Linked DNA regions of Mus musculus: all the other regions are linked to region 1. A link is a contact called in public Hi-C and HiChIP or PLAC-seq data. All regions are on one chromosome and are shown on one strand. The core of a region is the stretch at or near the end of the contact, and the rest is flanking DNA. Distances in the headings are between cores, read along the strand shown.

What was found. Hi-C and Micro-C count contacts between places; a contact is called where the count stands out from the background. HiChIP or PLAC-seq counts read pairs in DNA pulled down with a chosen protein or histone mark.
Region 2: a contact with region 1 is called in an H3K4me3 HiChIP or PLAC-seq map of embryonic midbrain, with 3 times the contacts expected there. The contact joins the enhancer-like site here to the promoter of Rbfox3 in region 1. A contact is called at or near these places in 3 of 39 promoter capture datasets (the HPC-7 cell line, liver and trophoblast stem cells), 1 of 484 Hi-C or Micro-C datasets (nephron progenitors), 4 of 115 datasets of contacts at active chromatin or transcription factors (embryonic forebrain, embryonic midbrain, neural tube and 1 more) and 3 of 9 other capture datasets (adipose tissue, liver and macrophages).
Region 3: a contact with region 1 is called in a Hi-C map of cortical neurons, with 4 times the contacts expected there. The contact joins the enhancer-like site here to the promoter of Rbfox3 in region 1. A contact is called at or near these places in 11 of 39 promoter capture datasets (the 3T3-L1 cell line, embryonic stem cells, epiblast stem cells and 5 more), 8 of 484 Hi-C or Micro-C datasets (cortical neurons, embryonic stem cells, nephron progenitors and 2 more), 9 of 115 datasets of contacts at active chromatin or transcription factors (embryonic basal ganglia, embryonic forebrain, embryonic hindbrain and 5 more) and 3 of 9 other capture datasets (embryonic stem cells, liver and pancreatic islet).
Region 4: a Hi-C map of cerebellum shows a contact between it and region 1, with 1.9 times the contacts expected there. The contact joins the enhancer-like site here to the promoter of Rbfox3 in region 1. A contact is called at or near these places in 1 of 39 promoter capture datasets (hippocampal neurons) and 2 of 484 Hi-C or Micro-C datasets (cerebellum and cortical neurons).

The regions. Positions count from the first base shown.
Region 1 is chr11:118,907,575-118,912,828 of GRCm38.p6, reverse strand. Rbfox3 (RNA binding protein, fox-1 homolog (C. elegans) 3) reads left to right here and starts at 3,257. Exons shown (of 15, transcript NM_001039167.1): 1 at 3,257-3,525.
Region 2 is chr11:118,532,471-118,537,724 of GRCm38.p6, reverse strand. The region is part of intron 4 of Rbfox3 (RNA binding protein, fox-1 homolog (C. elegans) 3); the gene reads left to right. Among named protein-coding and RNA genes, the nearest start is that of Engase, 58 kb to the right of the region's middle. Within about 2 kb of position 2,879, at least 8 of the 459 cell types and tissues checked have an H3K27ac peak or open chromatin away from gene starts, as enhancers often do. A contact at or near this core is called in trophoblast stem cells, where this site is marked.
Region 3 is chr11:118,567,967-118,573,220 of GRCm38.p6, reverse strand. The region is part of intron 4 of Rbfox3 (RNA binding protein, fox-1 homolog (C. elegans) 3); the gene reads left to right. Among named protein-coding and RNA genes, the nearest start is that of Engase, 94 kb to the right of the region's middle. Within about 2 kb of position 3,315, at least 37 of the 459 cell types and tissues checked have an H3K27ac peak or open chromatin away from gene starts, as enhancers often do. A contact at or near this core is called in cortical neurons and hippocampal neurons, where this site is marked.
Region 4 is chr11:119,195,562-119,200,815 of GRCm38.p6, reverse strand. All of the region lies in intron 3 of Tbc1d16 (TBC1 domain family, member 16), which reads left to right. Among named protein-coding and RNA genes, the nearest start is that of Gm36111, 6.2 kb to the right of the region's middle. Within about 2 kb of position 2,370, at least 25 of the 459 cell types and tissues checked have an H3K27ac peak or open chromatin away from gene starts, as enhancers often do. A contact at or near this core is called in cerebellum and cortical neurons, where this site is marked.

The DNA.
Region 1 (5,254 bases), core at 2,008-4,507:
TCCTCCCTGCGTGGACTCGTGCTGGTCTTGACCAGACTCAGGTCAGCTCCCAAGCCTGTTTCCAGTCCTGTTTCTTTTCAACAGTCCATAGCACGAGGCTGTCTTCTCTGTTACTGCCAGCCTTGCGGTACTTGTGAGGGAACAACACGAAATATTATTAAGTGATCAAAGCAGTATTGATCACTTTTGTCAGTACTAATACAGAATACATAAAAGGCAACCCAGAGGGTTCACTTTGCCTCACAGTCTTAGGGTGCAGTCCATCAGGGCGGAGAAGACATGGTCTCAGGAGAGTGAAGTGGTGGAGGGTCACATGATGTCCTCAGTCAGGAAGCAGAGAAAGAGATGGATGCTGGTCACATGACATCCTCAGTCAGGAAGCAGAGAGAGAGATGGATGCTGGTGCTCAGCTCTGTTCCTCTTATTTACTGAGTTGAGAACCCCAGCCCGTAGAATAGCATCAACCACAGTGAGGGTGACTCTTCCCAAAAAGCAGTAGTTCTCAATCACAGGGGTGGCACATCAGATATCCTGCACATCAGATATCCTGCACATCATATATTTACATTATGATTCGTAACCATAGCAAAATTACAGTTATTAAGTACCAATGAAAATAATTTTATGGTTTGAGGTCACCACAACATGAGGGATGTATTTTCGGTCACATCTAGATACCTGTTTCCTATGAGAGTCTAGATCCTGACAGATTGCCGATCGCCATCCTCTTAGAGTCTTTTCTGTGCTTTGCTGTATCTTTCTGAGGGTGAGCTGTGGCCTTGTAATAGCTAGAGTGGTATCTTTGCTTCTTTCCTAGTTGCTACTGCAGGGGGTTGTTCTTGGCGCTTCTACATCCTCATATTCTTAAAAACGAAGTTTCTGTGGGGCTTCATGGACAGCTCAGTGGTTGAAAGCACTTCCTTCTCTTCCAGAGGACCAGAGTTTGGCATCCAGCCAGGAGGCTCCTAACTGCCCATAGCTTCAGCCATTGGGAATCTGATCTGATTTCCTCTTCTGGCTTCTGAGGGCATTACACTCACTTGGCTTGTGTGCTCACACACACACACACACACACACACACACACACACACACACAATCTAAAAATAACATCCTTGTTAATCTCAGCATAGAAATACATTCACAGGCCCTGCCATCCTTTTCTGGGCAGACCCTTTGATGACCTCTGAGTCCACGGGACATATGCCCTGGGCTCTGTTCTCGAGGGATAACCTACTAGACAGGCCACATGGCTGCCCCTTGGCTACAGGTGCCTGCTTCATTTTAGTACCAGGCTTTCTGAGTGGCTGACTGTGCTGTTTGGCTGGAACCTGTCTGGAGACTGGAAGAAGGCTTGGTGCCACCTGCAGACCTTTTTGGGAATGGCCTCCAGAGGTGGGTGTGTGACTAGAGTTTCAGTCCTGAGCCCTTCCACTTGAAGCTCACAGCTTGTGCAGTGCAGTATGGGGAAGCAGACCTTGGTCTCTGGGAGGGTTCTAAGAGAGGGATCAGAAGGGCAGTGGGAACTGGACCAGACGGGAAGGGCTCTCAGGACAGAAGAACCAGGAGGGACTCACCGTTGGCCCAGAGAGGCAAGACAGCCTAGAGATTGGTGTGGATGGGCCTAGCCAGCAGTCCCATGCCATGAAAGCTTGGATCACCAGGCCACACAGAGAGAAACAGTTGGTCCATGGGGGCAGAACTGTGCCATCTCAAATTTGGGGCTAGGGCCGCTTCAGGGACCCTTGCGACTGTGCCAGAGACAAGGCATTTATATTCGGCTGCAGGACTCGACTGCTTACGTGCTCTAAAGCACGTGATTCCCACTGGGCAAGACAGATCGATGGCCCAGACAGGCCGAAGGAGCAGAATTAAAAGCTCCTGAGAAGGCAACAGTCACTCAGCCTGGACACCGTCTGCCCTCACTCTGTAGGGAAGGCAGTGTGCAGCCCAGCAAGCCAGAGAGCACCTCAGGGCCTCTCTTATTCTCCCTCTTCTCTACTCTGTCTAGCTGCCCTACCCACAGGGCCCCAGGCTCCGTGGTATGTGCCTCACACTGGAAGCTTAGTTAGGTGCAAGAAGCTGATGGTTTTACAAACAGCATCCAGCAACGTGTATCAGGCTTGTTTTTTAATCATGTTTTGTTGTTGTTGTTTGTTTTGTTGTTGTTGTTTTTTGTTTTTTAGATTGCAAATGTCCTTTGAGAGTGCAGGTCCCAGAGTCCAGGCACTGCATGGTGATTGTCTTTTATTTTCGTCTTTCATATAGAACAGTATCTGGATCCAGTTTAAAGCCTTTGGGTATCATCTAGCCTCTTTGCTCACTTCTGGGGCTGAATGCCAGTAACTAGCCCCACTGTTGTACCTGGGTCTCATCTTGACAGCTCAGAGGCAATGCCTGCCTCCCAACCCCTTTCTTTTCCCAAGACTAGAGATGCCGGACCTCAGACCACGCTAGACTCCCTTTCCCTGGGTTAGGGGGAGGCTGGAACTCTTCTGGTTTTAGGTTCTCCTAACTGACCTGGATGGAAATATTTAAGGCCATAGGATTATCAGCGGGGACAAGTGTGTCCTCCCTGTGTCCTGTTCCAGGGTAGGCCTCCTGCCTCCCCGCCTGCTCTGTGATTCTCAGGAAGGCAAGGCATGGAACTCCAGGCCTATTAAGGGTCTTCCCCAGTGGCCAGTTAGGCGCGGGCGCTGCAGACTAGCTGGAGAGGCGTGGGGGAGGGGACATCCATTCCTGCCATTCAGCGACCAAGTCTTTCTAGGGACCCCTGGGCAGAGCGAGAGAAACCGGTCCCAGTGGAACGAGGGTGCAGGGGTCCTGCTAAGTGTTGCTAGTGATGACTTACACTGAGGTCGCCCAGAAGAAGGGAGGGAGGAAGGGGAGGTGAGACCACAGCGGTGGTGGTGGTGGTGAGCTCGGAGGAGCCCAGCTCCTTCTGAGCTCTAGGGTGCCCTACAAGTCTCACCAGCCTACGCATCCCCGTTCTCCAAGGCTGGAGCTGGGACTCCAGGGCTCCTGTGGCCACATTCAGCTGGCTCGCGGCCCTCCCTGCCTCGCCGCCCTCCCTGGCCGCGCGACCGCCGGAGCCCCCTCCCTCCCTCGCCGAGCTGCGCGCTCCGCCCGTGCAGCCGCCACCACCACCGCCACCGCCGCCGCGTGCTCCTGCTGCCTTCTCGCTTCAGCCGAGCCAGCCAGAGGAACGAGGGGGGGGTGGCAGAGAGAGAGAGAGAGAGAGAGAGAGAGAGAGAGAGAGAGAGAGAGAGAGAGAGAGAGAGAGAGAGTCGGCGAGGCAAGCGGAGCGGGGACACGGAGCCGTTGCTCCGGAACCGGCGGAAACCTCCTCGGACAGCAGTCGGGCGCCTGCCCCAGCAGCTCGCGTGGTCTCCGGAGACGCCGCGGCAGCCACCGCCGCTCCAACCCGGCCTCTCGCGCCCCTTGCCGCCGGCTCGCCGGGGCGGCCGGGATGCAGCCGGGGCATGGCCGCCAGGGCCCCGTCACCTGCCGTGGGGAACGCTGAACCCGTGAGTAGCCAGACCCTGGGCTTCCACCTCGGTCACGACCATCGCGAGGGGCCGGCTGGGACTGTGGGCACGGCCCGGGGAGGGGCGCACGGGACCCCGCAGTGGGAGGCGGGGCCGGCGAGGACGCGGGGCTGCGGAGCGTGGCTGGGGACAGACCTGAGGTCGCGCGAGGATGGGGTGGCGCCCTTGGGGGTCAGGGGTCTGCGCGCGAGGTCGGGGTTCCCGAGTTGTGCGGGGGCTGGGGTCGTGGCTCCGGGCTCCGGGCTCCCCTGGGAAACCAGAGGGGAGATTTTGTAAATGGGAAGGCCCGGGGTCAGGCTCCATGGAGACACCGGGGAGTCCCGCGCGCTGCGTGCCCGTGGCGGCGGCGGCGGCGGCGGCGGCGGCGGCACAATGCCCGGCTCTGGGAACTCCCAGGATTGGGGGGAAGCCGTGGCGCACGGAGATCCCGGCCCGCGGGGCGCATCAGGGAGGCGGCCCCAACCCGCAGGGCTGGAAGCACGGCTGGCGACCCTGATGCGCTACGGCGTGCGACTCTCGCCATCCTCAGGCTCGGGAGGGCTGCTGGGGTCCAGGAGGAGGAGAGCCGGCCGAGGGGACTGACTGATGACCTCAAGGAGTTGTGGGAGGACTGAGGTCCTCCTCGGCTCTCTCGGGAGGACCAGAGCCCTCAGCATAGCGGCACGCGTGGAACAGGCGCGGGTGGCGCACAGGGCTCTCTAGTCCGCGAGCTGGGGGGCGCTCGGGGCCGAGTCTTCCCAGAGGCGTGAGCAAGGATCGGAGGTTACTGCTCGCTTTGGCACAGCTACAGGGCTGGGACAGCCCGGCTGGGAAAGCTTTGCTAAGGTGGCCTGCACAACCCTAGCCCAAACTTTCTGACTTGTGGCCCCGGGAGGTGGTGGGATTCTCCTGGGGCTGTCTTCTTCAGGAGAAAGGTGTCAGGGGGTGGCTTCAGGCCGGCGGTCCTCTGGGAGCTCCCTGATGAAGCTTCGCCCCTATCCATTGGCATGCAGCCCTTCAGTGTCCTGGCCACCCAGGTCCCGCACCCAGTCTGTACCCGGAGCAAGACGCGACCAGCACGGGGGGGGGGCATTGAGACCCTATTAGACAGCTGGAACAGACCCAGGATCTTGGGTCTTGCATGAGATTGGGGGTTGGTTGGCTGTTCACGAAGCTCACTGACGTCGGCTAGTGTGTGTGGGCTGCGAGGTGAGGAGGGTCCAGGATGGCCGAGCCACATCCCCGCTCCCCCTTTTGGATTCTGCTTTTCAGACGCACTCTAATTATTTAATGGTCACTTTTAAAAAGGACGCCGGTGGCGCCAGTAGTCTCTCGATGTGCGAGACACCCACAGTGGGAGCTATGGACAGGGACTGAGGGATCCTTTCTTCTTCTGGGCAAGTCCCTTCCTCCTCCGGCTGGAGGTGAAGTGCCTTCTGGTGCGCGCAGGGTCGTTAATTTTCTGTCACAAACGCCGGCTAAGCTGGGGACGCCTCGGGAGCGCATCGGGGAGTCTAGGGTCCAGAGCAGGTACGGGGCTAATGGAGTAGGGTCTCGGGTAATGAGGTCTTTCAGCAGAAATCAGCTTTGGTTTTACTGGTCTGCAAAAAATAATGAAAAAAAAAAGTACAAACATTATGGCAGACTGAGCTCATTAAGTGCGCATCGCGGATCAGGGCGGATGTCTTAATCAGGCTGCGCTGGTAACGGGGATATTACACTAATTAAA
Region 2 (5,254 bases), core at 1,630-4,129, 370 kb after region 1:
CAGCTGGTGCCCTCCTGGGCTTGCTCCATCTGCTCTGGCCTATACTGAAGGGCCACACAAAGTTTGCACATGAGGGTCCCACCTTCTTAGGGACACGCTTCCGTGTGCCCCTAGAGTGAAAGAGACCTACCCAGTTGCCTCCTGAAGGATCAGAATGCCAGGTGAGAGAATGACCGGCCACTTGCAGGCTTGGAGGGTGACAGTTGGACAGTTGCCGGTGTTCCGGGTGCCTCAGTTTCCACTTCTGTGAGATGATGTTTCAAGTCTGGTGGGAAGCATGATCGCAGCCAAGGCCTCTGCAGGGGTAGACAAAAGTAATTCGCTTCCTTCCTGGGAGGCCACGCCCCACCCTGTGACCCAGATCCAGTCCCTCCTCCTTTCCACTCACCGCATAGGTGAAAGGCAGCCCGTCAGTGGCCGCTGGCTCAGGACATCGTGCTTCTGAGATCAGTGAAGACAGTACATGAGGTGAACAGCTTTGGCTTGCACAGTGCCAACATCAGTGTCCCAGTGGAGTGCACTGGGCCTGCAACCTAGGCCAGACCTGATCCGAGGACAGCTGGAGACCTGTCTTTGTGTTAAACATCAGGAGTGAAGGATCCAGCTCTTCTATGTCCAGAAGCCAGCAGGAGGCCCCGGGCTGATTGATTTACTGAAGCCAGAAGGGACACCATGCCCAGTGTCAGGCGACAGACAGGTTTCCCCGCACAGCCTATGGAGTCTGCCCACCCACCCCTTTCCCATGAGTCAAGCCCAAAGCCAAGGGCCACACCCAAAGCCGCTGTGGATGAGTTGGTCCCAGCCTGCAGCCCAATTAGATGTGAGCCACGGGGACTGGCCTGCTCATGAGTGGGCTTCAGGTCTGCTCTAGAGTCAGGAGGCTGCAGATCTCCCCTCTGCAGAACTGAGGCTTGAGGGTCCCTGCAGCTCGTGGCCTGTCCTCATGCTGAGGCACCCAGCACTGTGTTGTCCAGATCCCAGATAAACCAGAGCCTCAGCTGCTCCCAGCAAGACACAAGTTATGTCAGCCACCCTAGGCACCAAATGGCTTTTCTTAGAGGTGGAGCACCATATAAGGTCTAGACTCCTGCCACTAACTGGAACAAGAGGACTCGAACTGTTCCAGCCTGGTGATGGAGCTTCCAATCACTTCCCCTCTCTGAAGAAAAGCACTTGCTTTACTGGGTGCACCTTGCCTCTGGTTGGTAGTGGGCCAACCCAGTGTAAACTGTAAGGCTCAGAATGAGCCTGGGTCCACAAGGAGGCAGGCCAGGGGCTAAGAAACTGAGCTCTCAGCATAGCAGCAGAGAGTTAACCCCAGAGGACATTTGGACATAGGATACCCATAGGTGTCTAGCTCAGAAATGCTGGCATGCTACCCGGCTTCCTCGGGAGCCCAGGCTGGCACCGTACAGCCATCAATACCTCATCTGCCATTTGCTCACTGAACAAAGTACGAAGAGAATTGACTCAGGGAGGGCTGGCCTTAGCTAGAGGGACCTAAATAGACAACAGAGCTAGCCCAAGCAGCTGGTGAGGGCACCAACAGATTGCCCTGAGCATGGGGGGGCCCTCCCCCATCCCCTGAGGGATGAGCACCGGGTCCATGGGCACCTGAGTGGGAAGGCTGATGGGTAGCTGGCCCCACACCACTGAATCCAAGCTACCATGAGCCTTCATGGGTGGATTACATGGGTGTGAGATGCATAACAGGCCCTATACCATGGCCCCATAGGAACTCAGTGACTCCAGGACAGGGTTTGCCCAGCAGAGTGATCCTTGGACCTCCTGAGTTCTGGTCTTGGTTCTGTGACTGTCAGCATGAGCAAGACAATCCTGCTGAGATCCTCAAAGACTGAGTATTTAGTGAGTTAGTGTCTCTTGCTAGGGGGTTCTGTGAGCCCGCTCACCTTTCCACCGGGAACCTGCCTGGCCCTCAGGTACAGAACACTGTCCTGACAAGCTCAGGTTGGGGGACAACATCCCATAAATCCACACCCCTGAGGAGGCTCAGTGCATGGTGTCTCATCAGTTTAGAATTAAATGGGTCATCTGTGGCCACAGCAAAGGTACCTACTAGGAAGGAGCCTTGCCTCTGTGGTCTGAAGCCCAGCCACCATCAGGCAGTGAAAGTGGCATCGTGTCTGTGGGGACCTTGTTGCTATAGGTGCTCCCCCACCCCACCCCAGGAGCTGGAAATCAAGGGTGGGGAGAACTCAGAGTATCCAGGACAAAGGTCTGAGGGAAGCAAAAGCCACTCCTGAGACTAAAGACCCAAGTCTGGCCTGTGCAGCGTCCCTCCAGGCAGCTGATGCAGGAAGAGAGGCTGGATCCTGCAATACTAAGGAGGCAGCAGACCCTGGTGGCAGGAAGCACGGTGAGCTGCCCATCCCCAAATGGTGAAACTTCTGCAGTGTGGGCATAGGAGCTGGCGTTCTGGTGGGTCCTGAGCTTGTCTTCGCAGCTGTTTCAGTTAGAAGGCAAGAGGTTGGTCTTAGTGGCAGAGCATTTGCCCTGGGTCCACGTCCCCATACCACAAAAGTAAAGAAGAGACAGGGATCAAGGTTCTTGTCATTCCAGCTGTGAATCCAGCCCTAGGAGGTGGACGCCATTTCTCTTGAATGGGTAGAGCAGAGGGGTCAGGTTCTTCTTCGCCAGTGTCTCCACATGCCCCAGGCCTCCCTCATTAACATTCAGTCCAAGGTCTGGACAGAGTGGGACACAGAAGGGAACATGTGCAGAGGGGTAGGAACTTAGCTTGCAGAGTGGAGCAATCCCCTTTGCTCCTTCTGAGTCAGGCCGTCCACTGGCCAGCCCCTCCCACCCACACATCACGACTGGTCTCCAACAGCACCAGCTTGCAGTTTCATTACAGGCCAGGAGGTGGGGCTCTACCAGGCAAGCCAGCCCTCCCGGGTTCAGAGGCGGGGGAGGGTCTGTCATGCAAGGCAGGGCAGCTCAGAGTAGAAACTTCCATTAGTGTGCAGCGATGGGCAGCGGGGCCTGTTCAAAGAATACATTCAATTAAAAATTGATTTTTCAGTTTAATCTCAATCATAATGAGCCACATTCAAGCCCCATACTCCTGCCTCTCTGGACAGGGTTGCCCTCTCCACACAGCTTGCCCCTGTGCGCTCCTGGGCCAACTGCCCAACTGGGCATGGATGATATAGTGAGGGCCTGAAGCTGGCCCAGGCGAGGAAGGGAGTAATTACAAATGAGGCACACAGGGTGTTCGTTAAATCAAAGCGTCAAGGTGGCAAATCGTATTTTTATTTATGGCGAGCGTGCGTTTTTTTAGCGTGGCCCTGGTTAAAAGCGGCGGTGTTTAATTTCCCCTGATCCAGATCGTATTATATTTCAAAGAGCATCATAGGGTAAGATCGGCTGACTTTCCTTCCTTAATCCCACAAACTCAGAGACATTGGGGAGCCCCAGGAGGTCACCACTCAGCTCTCACCAAGATCTCTCCTCCTCCTCCTCCTCCTCTTCCTCCTCCTCCTCCTTTGAGGTCTGGGAGCCCAGACTGGTTCTTCTAAGCCCCCTGGTGTGTCCAGATACAGAATAGGTATCAAAACACCCTTTTTAGATACCTGCTGTCTGGTCACATCCAGTCTGCAAACTGCCTGGGGCTGGGGGTAATTTACCTGTTCAGAAACCACTTCATCCCCAACCATCTGTCTGGGGAATCCTCAGCCACTTAAGACTCAGGCTCCGAGCAGCCTGACTCTGGCTGTGGCTTTGGGGCACCTGAATGTCCAGCACCACCAAAGCACCAGCCTCTCTCCGGTGATTTGCTGCGTGATTTCAGGCACCCTGTTCACCCTCACTGAGCCAATGGAAAGAGAAATCTTGCCCTGGTGTCCTGTGATGTAGTTAGTTTCTGAGTTAGCTGCCTAGGGCAGACCCCTGCAGAGCGCAGGCAGGTATCCTGCTGCTGATCTTCCTGTGGCTCTCTTTCTTCTGAAGGCAACTGGCAAAGTAGATGAAGTCCCCCACCCCGGTGCCCAGCTGAGCTCACCTTCCAGGCCCAACCTCCTGCTTTGTCTGGTTTCCACTGACTGTGCTTACTAAAGGAATAAAATGAATTCCATTCTCCTGGAATATTCTAGAAAGACCAAATCTTGTCCACTGTCCCCAGTACTGCCACACTTTGGGGCACTCGGGTGCACCACCACCCCGGACTCATGACCTCACGTCTGCCTGCATCCACAGCTGCTGAGAGCCACCATGTACCCCTCATCACCTGCCCTCGCTACTCTGCCGATCCCCCTCTAGTGCAGAGTTTTGTCCACATTGGCCCTCAGGAAATGGCCATTGCATTTGGTGTCCAGCAGTCAGCCGTGTAATCCAAAGTTCCTTGGTGCCTCTGTCCCCAGCTGTGTCCTGTGGCCCTCAGCTCTTTGTAGGAGTCACTGCCAGTCAGAGCCTGGCCCTTTTTGTCACCTAGCAAGGGCCTTCAGCATAATCAAATAGGGACCATTTGCAGCCATAGCCAGGTGTCCTTTAAAGAATCAGCCTACCCAACCACCACAGCATTCCTTGCCCCAGGGTGATGTCTGTTGTGCCTTTGGCCAAAAGGAAAGTAATCCCACTTCCTTACAGTAAGATTGCACATCTTGAGTTTACAGTGACAGCACAAGGAAACTCTGCAGGAAGTTTGGCTGTGAGCATGATGCTTGTGTGCACACACATGTGTGGGGGTGTATTTGTGTGCTGCTTCAAGTATGTGTACATATGCATGAGGGTGTGTTCACTCATGCAGGCACCTGCACATGCTATCTTTCCTCTGCACTCCACCGGCCCCTTGATGAATCAGAATCTCACTTTCTTGTCTAAAAAGGCTGCATAGCAAGTCCCCAGCCAGGGGGAATTCCTGTGTCCACCGCTCCCCCTTCCCGCCCCCGCCCCCGTGTTGGCCTTACAGGCATGTACTGATACATCCGACTTTTATGTGAGTTTTGAGGATCCGAACCCAGGTTCTTGTCCCCAGCTGGGCCATGGATATTTTTCTAGAATACTCCAGAATCCCCCAGAAGCCTGGAGTTCGGTGGCACACGACTTAAGCAGTGCTGGTCCAAGGGGAAAGGCCTGTGGGATTCTAGTCTGTCTCTCTGAGCCTCAGTTTCCCAGTCTGCAAAAGCAAAGACTTATAGTTGCCTGACCTGCTGTGTGCTTGCAGGCGATATCAATGAGAGTGCCTGCATGCCGGAGGCGCTCACCCCATGCAGTGGCTCTTCAGTACTTACTGTCT
Region 3 (5,254 bases), core at 2,066-4,565, 340 kb after region 1:
TGCTCATGTCCACTCCTGAGCCAGGAATTCCATGGTTGGGGCTAGAAGACCTGGCTCTGCAGAATGCATGGGAACTCAGTAGTGTACTTTGAGACGATGGCTCGGCTTGGCGAGGAGGAGCCCAGCCACAACCAGAAACTGTGAGCTCACCCTTCGCTCTGGGACACGTCTGCCAAGCTCCACACTGTCTGTGCATAGGGAGAGCCTGGGACGGTCAGACTGGGCATTCAGAAGGGATCAAGAAAAGGCAGGACGGTGAGAAACTGGAAGCCCCAGGGCTTGTCCCTCAGGGGTATCAGGGCTTTCTCTTTCCACCTGGATGTGCCACAGGAATCCTTGGATATTCCCAAAGATTGAGGAGACAGCAGGCAATCCTCCGCTCTCCATCATTTAGTCACAGAACTCCTTGGCCTACCTTTTGCTAAAACCACAGACTTAAGGGGTTAAAAAAATGCCATCAGACACTAACTGGCAAAGGTATTTCACAAAGGTAGACATCTAAGAGACACAAAATGTCCAGAGATGGGGGGACACACTTGCGTCACCCACTGCAGGAAGAGGGAGCACATGAGGCCAGCAGCTGCTTGAGAAGGTGGTATAGGTTGGGGGCAGGAAGGAGCCAGGAGAGCTCAGAGTCAAGCCACCCAAACCTTTTGAGGCGCCTCCCTTGCCTGATATTTATAGCGGTGCCCAGGAGCGTAGAAATAATTACAGCTCAGTTCATGCCTCCCTAACAAGGCCCTTCTCAGATTCAGGGCGAATGGGATATTTTTTTTCCCCTGTATCTTTTTTTAAGTAGTGAATATTCTCACCGGATTGACAGCTCTTCCCAGCTCGCAGCCTACCTTCAACCCAAGAAAAAGTGGGGGCAGCTTAGCCTAGCTGCAGTGGATTGGATTTCCCCGCCCACTACTCAGGGCTGCACATCCCGGTTCACAAGGCTCCAAGAGTAGGGGAGAGTGGTCAAGAATCTTAGGGGCATGGAGATTGTTGAATGGCCCTGGCTGATGCAGTGACTCACTGCCGGGCTCTGGATACACATAAGAATGATCCCAGCCTGTATGGGCAAACTGACAGACTCAGCAACAACCTCCCTTAGAACGGGGTCAGTGGAATTCAGTAACTGGCTTGTTTTGGAAGTGACATGGATCTTGCAGCGCATATGACAGGTAGCAGACACACAGCCCTTGTCCCAAGAAATAAGTCAGACAATCACACTGTTCAAACTCTTTCTGGAGATTTCATTTAATTCTTTTTCACGTCTCCCAGCGAGCCTGCACGTGGTGGGCTGGCTGGTGGAGGCGGAGGCTTCCCTGGCCTGGTGTTCGTGGCTGTTGGGCTGCAGATTTGGGTTCCACACTAGACCGTGAGCTCACTCCAGGAAAGATGATTTAGTTCAATAGCTCCTTCCCCAGACAGTGGCTGCATGGTGGTCTGCCTGGAGCGCTGGGTGAACCCTCCTGGCTGCCCAAGTTCCCTGCTGGGCAGGGAGTGCTGACTGAAAGCCACTCTGAGAGGACAGACAGGTGTAAAACAGGACAGTAAAACAGCAGGCTGTGGAAACAGGAGGGGGACTGGTATATCGTCCTGAAATAGCCAAACCCACTCTAGGCACTGCATCAGCAGCGGGGCAGCCTCCAAGGTCTCAGCTCACAGAAGTGGCTGTAAGCATCATGCCCTAGAGGTGCCAGTCCTTGGTGCTGAGGCTATCCTGCCACTATCCAGGCCTGGGAGATCAAAACAGTGACCTATCCCTTGACGAAGACAAAAGTGGCCTGAGAACGTCCATAACCCACATTCCGCCTAAGCTACCCCAAAAGCATTCCAGAGAAATGCAAGAGAAAGGGGAGGTGAATGTAAGCCACCAGCTGCCTGTCTCTGGTCTCTCTGCTGCCTGGCTACTCTCCTCCCAGTCTTCCTTCTCAGGGGAAGGTCAATTGCAGGGTGTGTAGCAGTGAGTGTGGGGGTCAGGGATGCCTGACAAGAGGCCATCCAAGTTGTGCAATGTCACTTCCCAGGCAGTGCCTGGAGGGAGACCACACTCAGCCATGCATCTTCTGACACCGGTCCTCCATGTGCTACACAGTAGGGGCGATAATCAACCGACCTGACCTCTAAGTCTGAAAGGGGGGGGGGGGAAGCCCAGGGACAACAAACAACTTCAGTGAGCTCACACAACATTTTAGAGGACCCCATGTAAACTAGCAAGCCAGTCATCTTCCAAGGGCAGAGCCTGGGTAAAGCTGTTGAGTTCCACAGCAGCCGAGTTCCACAGCCGCTGTACGTGGTACCTGGCGGTGCCCCTTCTTGGACGTGGTATATGTCAGTAGGCTGCGAGGCTGTGCACGTGCCCCCTGGGGCTGCCTCTCACAGTGGCAGTGGGAGACAGTTCACTCGGAGCTGGGCTCACCTGTGGCTTGTCTTGGTAAAACTGAATGTGAGGGGCGCAGGCCCGGATGTGTGTGGCTGTAAAGCTGCGGGTGTATGCGGGCAGGCTGCAGTGGTGCTATGAGGGGCAAACCAAGGCCTCTGTCCAGCACTGCCTGAAGCCAAAAAGTGGGTGCTGTGATCTCTGAGGCCTGGAGTGTGCACACCAAATTCAGCACATTTGACGATGGGGCAGGAAGGGTACCCGATGGCCACTGTTCCTCGTTGCCCACCCCCATATTAAGTATCCACAGGATTCTAAGCCTGCGGCAGGCTGTTGAGGTGTCTCATGGGGCCTAGAGGCCAACAGAGGGGCAAGAGAGACTCTCGGAGGGCTCTGGCTGGGCTTCTGGGCACTGAGCAGCTGGAAAAGCCTTCCCAGCACGGAAGCCTCTGCGTAGATGCCCTCATTACATCACCGACTTCCCCGCCGCGGAGCCGGCCTCCCTCAGGAGAGGCGCTTCTCTGAAGCAGGCAGAACGAGCGCCTTCCGGTCGGTGGGCCGCAGAGACTGTCCTCTCCACCGCAGCCTAGACCATCGGGGGCCAACGGAGGTCCCAGACCCTACCGCCGCCGGGAGCAGAGGCTGCGCGCCGGCAGAGGAGGGGAGCGCAGGGCCCGCGGGAGGGGTTCTAGGGCTAGCGGCCCGGCGCAGGACGGCGGGCGAGGGGTTAAGTGCGGGACCGGCAGTGGTGCCGTAGGCCGGGTTCTCTCCCCCAAGCGCGGGGCTCCGTTTGATGTTGGAGTACGCCAGGGACTCCCCCTCCCACCGCTACACACGCGCGCACACGCGCACACTCACACACGCACACGCACCACTCTTTGCAGACAGGGCTCCGGTGGCTCCAAAGTGACTGGCTCCCCTCTCCCCGCATCCATCCTCTCGCGCAGCGCATCCATCCTCTTTCCATCTTCTCGCGCGCGCTCTCAAGCCTCCCCGCCCCGGACAGGGGCAGCCCCTGGCAGAGGCGCGCCGCTCCCCTTTCCATGCCTCCCTCCTAACGAGCGCCAAGCGGGGGAGGGGAGGCCCGGAGGAGGAGAGACCGGGAGGGCGCCCGGGAGGCAGGGCGCGCGCACACACCGAGGGACGCAGCGAGCGCAGAGCCGCCTCGGCCGCCGGGCGCCCCCCTGACGCCCCATGCTGTGCTCCATGGCGAACTCGGGCTGCCTCCTGCTGTCCAACTCCGGCAGCATGCTCCCGCACTCCGTGCCATGCCCGCCCGCTTTCCTCTACCTCCAACAGGTAAGCGCCCCCGGCCCGAGCGCCCCCCGGTCCCGCGCACGTGCGCCCCGCGCCGCCGCCCACGCCCCGCACTTGGCCGCCTCCGCGCCGCCGCTGGTGGCCCCGCGACTCTCCTCGCGTCATGGCGCCCGGGCTGGGGTTGGGGGAACTGCGCCCCTGAGTGGCAGAGGAGCGTGGGGGCGCCTGGGGCGCGAGCGGTACCGGGTCGGGGGGCTGACTGTAGTTTGGGGCTTCGCTCGCAACTTTTTCAAAGGCGCGGGAGGGGGCGGCGGGCGGAGTCTCGGGGGAAGCCCAAAGGTAGGATGCAGGGGTTCTGGACACCCGGTTACTTTGGGGAACTTCGTGCCGAGACGCGGAGGACTCGGAGACGGGTAGCCAGGCTCCTTTCTCGGCCGAGTCGCGCAAGCCCAGGGGCCGCGGGGAGGTGGCGGCTGGGGAGCACGGCTGTGCTGCAGCGCGGACCGCGCACCGGGCCTCTGGGGAGGCAGGCCACCTGCCTGTGGGACAGAGAAGCTAGGCCTTGAAGCTCAGACTCAGGAGGGGGCTTGTGCTGGACTTTTTCAGTCTACTGGGCAGGAATCTCAGGCTGGCAGGCTTTTAGGGACAGTAAACCATGCGGTTAGGAGCCCCTACATCCCCAGGATGCCCCCTAGGGAGGTGCGCGCAGAGTCTCAGCTTCCGCCTGCCAGCTGGCCAGAGGCGCAGGGGGCGGGGTCCTGCGATCCCACCCAATGCGGAATCCGTGCGGGATGGGGGGGTGGGGGCGCCAGGCCTGCACTAGGGAGAGAAAGGGGATTCCCTGGGCTCCCTCAGGCCCTCCAGGTTAAGATTCTGGGTGCCAGCTTGGCCACAGCTGTCCTGAGGCTGCAGTACTCTGGCCTCACCCACCAGGGCTGCCCACACCTCTGGCCTGTCTCCCCATGCTCTTGGGGCTACCCTGTTGTGAATTCACACCTCAGCCCTCTGGTATACCCACATAAATGGGTAGCTTCTAGGGGGAGGCCTGAGATCCTAAGAACTTCCGGCTGTCTGTCTCTGTTCCTTTGCTCAGCCCAGTTAGAGGGTTCCCATAGGACCCCCTTCTGAAGTGGGCTAGTGTGAAGGAGAGAGGCTGAGGGACAGGGTGCCCACACAAGAAGCTGGTTAGGGTCAGAGTCAGGATCAGACTATGAAGAAACAGCAGCTGGGTGCACAGCTGACTGGAAATGAAGAGGTTTATTTCTTGGCCTCCATTGGAGGTTTTGTGGAGACTCAGGCTAGTCATTTTGGGTAGGAGGAGCGCTTATCTGTCATGCCCCTCCATTAACTCTCCAGGGAATCTCAGGAGGTTGTGTAAGAGAAAACATGAATATGGTAAAGATAGACCCCCCAGAACCTGACCCAGGGCTATCAACCCTGGGCTGCTGAGCATCTGGGCCACCCATGCACCAGGGTCCCTTGTCTGCGCTAAGGATTACCAAACATCTTGGCCGCTGCAGAGGGAGAGACAGGAGCCTGCACAGTGATTAGGAACAGAAGGTGGCCTATTGCCAGAGCCTTGGGCTCTGGGTCTCACCTTCCTAGGACCACCTGTGACATTTGAGG
Region 4 (5,254 bases), core at 1,121-3,620, 290 kb before region 1:
CTCAGGTGGAGGAAACTTTGCCCTTGAATGGGGCATATAGGAGTGTGTGTGTGTGTGTGTGTGTGTGTGTATTTTAAGGAGACTTCAGAAATTGCTTCCTGTGCAGGCAATTCATTGTGCCCCAAAATGTGCACATGTATGTGTGAGGGCACACCTGTGTGTGGTTCACATGTGTACATGTGTGTGCATGTGGAAGGGAGGGTTAACATCAGATGTCTTCTTTAATGACTTGCTTGCCACTTCAGTTTTTCTAGACAGGGTCTCTCATTCAGCCAACCTGGCTAGCTAACAGGACAGGACCCTCCTGTCGGCCTTCTCAGGGCTAAGATTAAGGCTCTCAGCTTTTCAAATGGTTGCCAAGCATCAAACTCAGGTCCTCGGCCCCTTGTGTCTTTTTTTGTTTGTTCGTTTTGTTGTTGTTTTTTCCCAAGACAAGGTTTCTCTGTATAGCCCTGGCTGTCCTAGAACTCACTCTGTAGACCAGGCTGGCCTTGAACTAAAAAATCCTCCTGCCTCTGCCTCCCAAGTGCTGGGATTAAAGGTGTGCACCACCATGCCTGATGTTGTCTGTAGGATCTTGATTTATCTTCTATCTCTTCGTGTATGCCGTGTGTGTGTGTGTGTATGTGTGTGTGTGTGTGTGTGTGTGTTTGCTATGGGCAGGAAGGTGCCCTTGGAGGCCAGAAGAGGGCGTGAGAGTTACAGATGGTTATGAACTGCCTAATGTGGGTACTGGAAACTAAAGTCGGATCCTTTGGAAGAGCAGTGAGTGCTCTTAACTGCTGAGCCACGTCTCCAGCTCCTGTCAGTGGGGTTTTGAAATCCCCATGCATCTCCTTGCTGCTGCTTCAGAGGTAGGCCTGAGGACCGGTCCCCAGGGTGTCTGCCCTAGCATCACATAACAGGGTGGATCTTTTCATTTTATTAATGTTTATCATGAAGTGGCTGCTTTCATGGAGAGCGAGTGACAGATTTCCTGGAAGCCACGTGCAGAGCCTGGAACAGCTGCTGGGGTGGATGTCACACAGGTGTCACGCCTGACTCTGTAGGCACTGAGGAGGGGTCAGCCCACCTTGAGGGGTGAACATGGTAGACTAGATGGTCTAAGTGCTTTTGCCTTTGGGAGGAAACAGGTCGGTAACAAGGTTGAATTATTAATGGTGTTACCACGCATAGTTGGTGTGGCAGCCTCTACTCCCACACCCGTAGAGGACAGCTTAGAGTTCAGAGAGAAATCCGAGTATCTAAGAAGGTTCCAGAATTAGTAAACTTGGTGGAACCATGAACCTAGAAGTGTGGGTGCCTGGGTGCTGCTTCAGAGGTTCCTGGCACCAACCCATCACCCTAGCCCTGCTCCAGGTGGCAGGAGTGTGCCATGCCCGGGGTTGCTTCCTGAATAGCCAGCTGATCCCCTTCTGCGCAACCATCTTTGGAGCGGGCATCCTCCAGGGTGAGCCAGGGAGGAGGGAGGAACACATAGGAACAGCCTTAGCAAGCCCTCTCTGCCCAGCCCTGACCCTCTGTGTTCCCTCAGAGGCTGCCCAGTGTGCTCTGAGAAGAGAAACCAGAAGGGAGGGAAGGGCCAGCCAGGGAATAAAGGGCACGTGGAGAGGTCCAAAGGTAGGAGAGGACTGGTGAGCCTGGTGGCATGTGGGCGACACAGTCACATTGAGGACCAGGAGGGCTGGGATGGGGGTCAGGTGCAAGAGACCGGGTCCATGGGTGCTGCCCCCTGCTGGTGTCAGGGAGGCGAGTCCTGCTGAGACCAAGGGAATCCGGAGGGGCGCCCAGGAGGGGTGGATCTCCCTGAGCCCTGTTGTGGGCCTCCGCAGGTGTTTGAGCCGCCCACCACCCCTGCCTTTCAGGAAACTCTGGGGAGACCCGTACATCCCTCCATCCTGGCTCCGGAGGCTGCTGCTTCCGGGAGCCGTTGTTTGGGCTTGTTTGTGCTTCTGCAGCCTGGAACTGCGATTTATTTCTTTAAAACATCCCTTCGCTCGACACCCTGCAATCTGTTTCGTGCTGCGGAAGACTCGTCTCGCCGTCTGTTTCTGTAGCACTTGGCAGGCTTCTTGCGGAGGCTGTCCTTCCCCAGTCCACCCCCAGTCGACGTGGCTGTCCCCACCTGCACCTCCAGCTTGGAGGGTAGCCCTTCAGGGGTCCCCCAGGAGCTCCGGGGACGACAGCAGCAGGTCTGAGACCAGGGACTGGCCCGCAGACCCCTGGGGACAGCTAGAAACAGTCAGGAGGGTCGCACCGTCAGGACAGGAAGTCAGGGATGCCCAGGCAGCAAACTGGGCCCTCAGTTGCTGGCTGTCCTTCAGCTTCCTGCTCATTAGCAGGCTTTGGCTACCACCCACTCCAGGAACTCGGAGGCACTGCCAAAGAATTTGGACTGGGTCTCGACAGTGCCCGGACCTTCCATGTGCTACTCGATGTACACGTGTATTTGGCTCACACATGACAATAGGAGGGGCTGTGGGCCGGGACCCAGGGATCTGGTAGGGCTGCAGCCTGGTACATTTCACAGCCAGATACCCAGGTGTGAACTGTGCTAGATCCACAATCCCCACTGTGACCTCAACAAGGTTCTCACTTCCTAGCCTCAGTTTCCCTGCCTGTGAAATGGGGCTTTGGTGAGGGCCTGTGGTAAATGCAGAGCCCGGGCAGTGAGTCCAGCACAGTGGGCACCACTCACTGTTGCCATGGTGACCAGATTGACAGATGGAAGTCTTTATATGCCCAACATTCTTCAGCCCTCAGCTCAGAGTTTGGTATGGGTGTGCCAGGACCACAGTGACAAAGAACCGTAAAGCAGCCACTGAAGACAAGGTCAAGGGGTCTGTTCTGGTTCCTGCTGCCTTCAGCCTCAGCCTTCGCTGTAGTCACATGACCTTGCCTGTATGTGTGCACACACCCCTCTTGGTGAGCGTGCTAGATTAGGGTTCCCTAACTCCAGCACATCCTGATCTGAACCTGATGACACCTACTGTACGCTGGCACCTAGTGGGGCTGCCTGGCGAGCTTCTGGCAGGATGGGGATTTGAACATGGTTCAGCTTTTCCCAGGTTTTGTTGACATCAATGTCAATGACTAAGACAAAAGTCGAGGTCCTGTTCATGTCCCGTTGTAGAGAGGGTCACTCAGCAAGGTTAATGGCTTGAGTTACTGGCCACGGCACTAACTCTGAAGTCGGGCAGTGGTGGTGAGCACCTTTCATCCCAACACTCGGCAGGCAGAGGCAGACAGATGTCTGTGAGTTTGATGCCAGCCTGGTCTACAGATTGAGTTCCAGTTCTAGGTCAGCCTGGGCTACACAGAGAAACCCTGTCTCAAACAAACAGAGGGACTGGGAGATCGCTTGGCAGGTATAGAGCTGGCGGGACAGGCCTGACAACCTGGATTTGATCACAGAAAAAGAAGCCACAGAAAAAGCCAGGTGATGTGGTGAACATCTGTAAGCCCAGCATTCCTACGGTGTGTGGAAGGCAGAGACAGGAGGATCTCGCTAGGATCTCATAGGCCAGGAAGCCCAGATTACATGGGAGTTGAGAACTGACTGACTTCCATATGCATGCTATGGTGAGAGTTTGTGTGTGTGCGTGTGTGATACACACTACAGTGCCTGGGTGTGCACTTGTATGTTTGTGTGCATGTGTGTGTGGCCTCCAAGGAGCCCCTTGATCGCCTGTCTTTTCACTTCAGCCCAGTTGGTCTCTAAGGCCAGCCAAGTGGGTCTTGTTCTAAGTCCCCACAGGTGAGTAGGGCCTGAGGAAAGACATATTAAAATGACAGTATGGGAGCTGTACCTGTTCATGTCAGTGGTTGATCCCAGCACCCACAACCATCTGGAACTCCAGTTCCACGGGAGTCGGTGTTCTCGTCCGGCCTCCGTGGGCACCAGGCCCACTCAAGTGGCGCACACATACATTCAGGCAAAATGAAACTCATAAACAAAGAAAAATAAGTCTTTTTAAAGGCTGACAAAAGTGTTCCGTGTGCTAGCTCACGCCTGTAATCTTAGGAGGGAGGGGGAGGCAAGAGACCTGCTGCAAGTGGGAGGCTAGCCTGGGCTACACAGCGGAACCTTGCTTCAGAGAAAGAAAGAGAAAGGACGTAGGCCTGTTTCAGGAATTTTGATACCATGGGGGTGGTGGTCACTGTTATTGTGTGAACTTGTTTCCCTCCTGGCCTCTCTGTGGAATCTAGCTGGAACTAGCTAGCATTTTCTGTCCCAGGGTCTGAGGGGTGGGACAGAAAGCTGGCATTTTGTGCTTTGTGGACCAGATGGGCACTGCTGCTGTGTCTGAATGCCACCTTGTGTGGCAAAAGACTCTACTCAAATATGCAAATGTGCTCCTTCCCCCTGCTCTCCCCCTGCCCCCAGCCTTGCCACGGACACGGAGCTGTGAGCTTAGTATGGTGTTTGTAAGCCGTGAAATATTTTTTTGATTTTCTTTCAACATTTAAGATATTCAGACTTAAAGCAGGTGTGGCACATGGCTTTAATCCTAGCACTCAAAAGGTAGAAGCAGGTAGCTCTCTGTGAGTTCAAGGCTAACCTGGTCTACATAGTCAGTTCCAGGACAGCCGTGGTGGCTCTGAGACCCTGTCTCAAAACAAACAAATAAACAAAACCCTCAAAACTATATGGCCTGGAGATGTATTATGGAAGCCAGGTGTAAGCTCCAGCACTTTATAAACCAGCTGTTGGGGCCACGCCTGTAATCTCGGCATTCAGGGCAGGGAGATCAGAAGTCCATGATCCTCCTTGGCTACACAGAGGCCGGCATCGGAGACACAAAACCTTGCCACCAATCAGCAAGCAATCGGAAAGTATGTGTAGGAGTGAGGAGAAAGATTCCAGAACTCAAGAGACCAAAGAAGAAGGAGGCTCGGGAAGTTGAGGCCAGATGGGCTACAGGATAAGTCTATTAGACAAAGGACCAGAGAGATGGCTCAGCATGTCAAGGCTCCCAGTGTCACACTTGATGGCCCATATTTGGTCCCCAGGACCTTCATAGTGAAGGAGAGAACCGAGTTCTCTGACTTCCGCATGCACAAGCACGTGCACACACGCACACATACACATGCACACACACACACACACATTAATGAAGTGCAGGAACAAAGATTGATTGCCTGGCTCCTGGGTTGTGCAGACAGACAGACAGCAGCCTAGAGACAGATACTGGGCACTGCCTAGTAGAAGTACAATGGATGACCTTTGCGCTATCCCTCATGGTGGCATCCT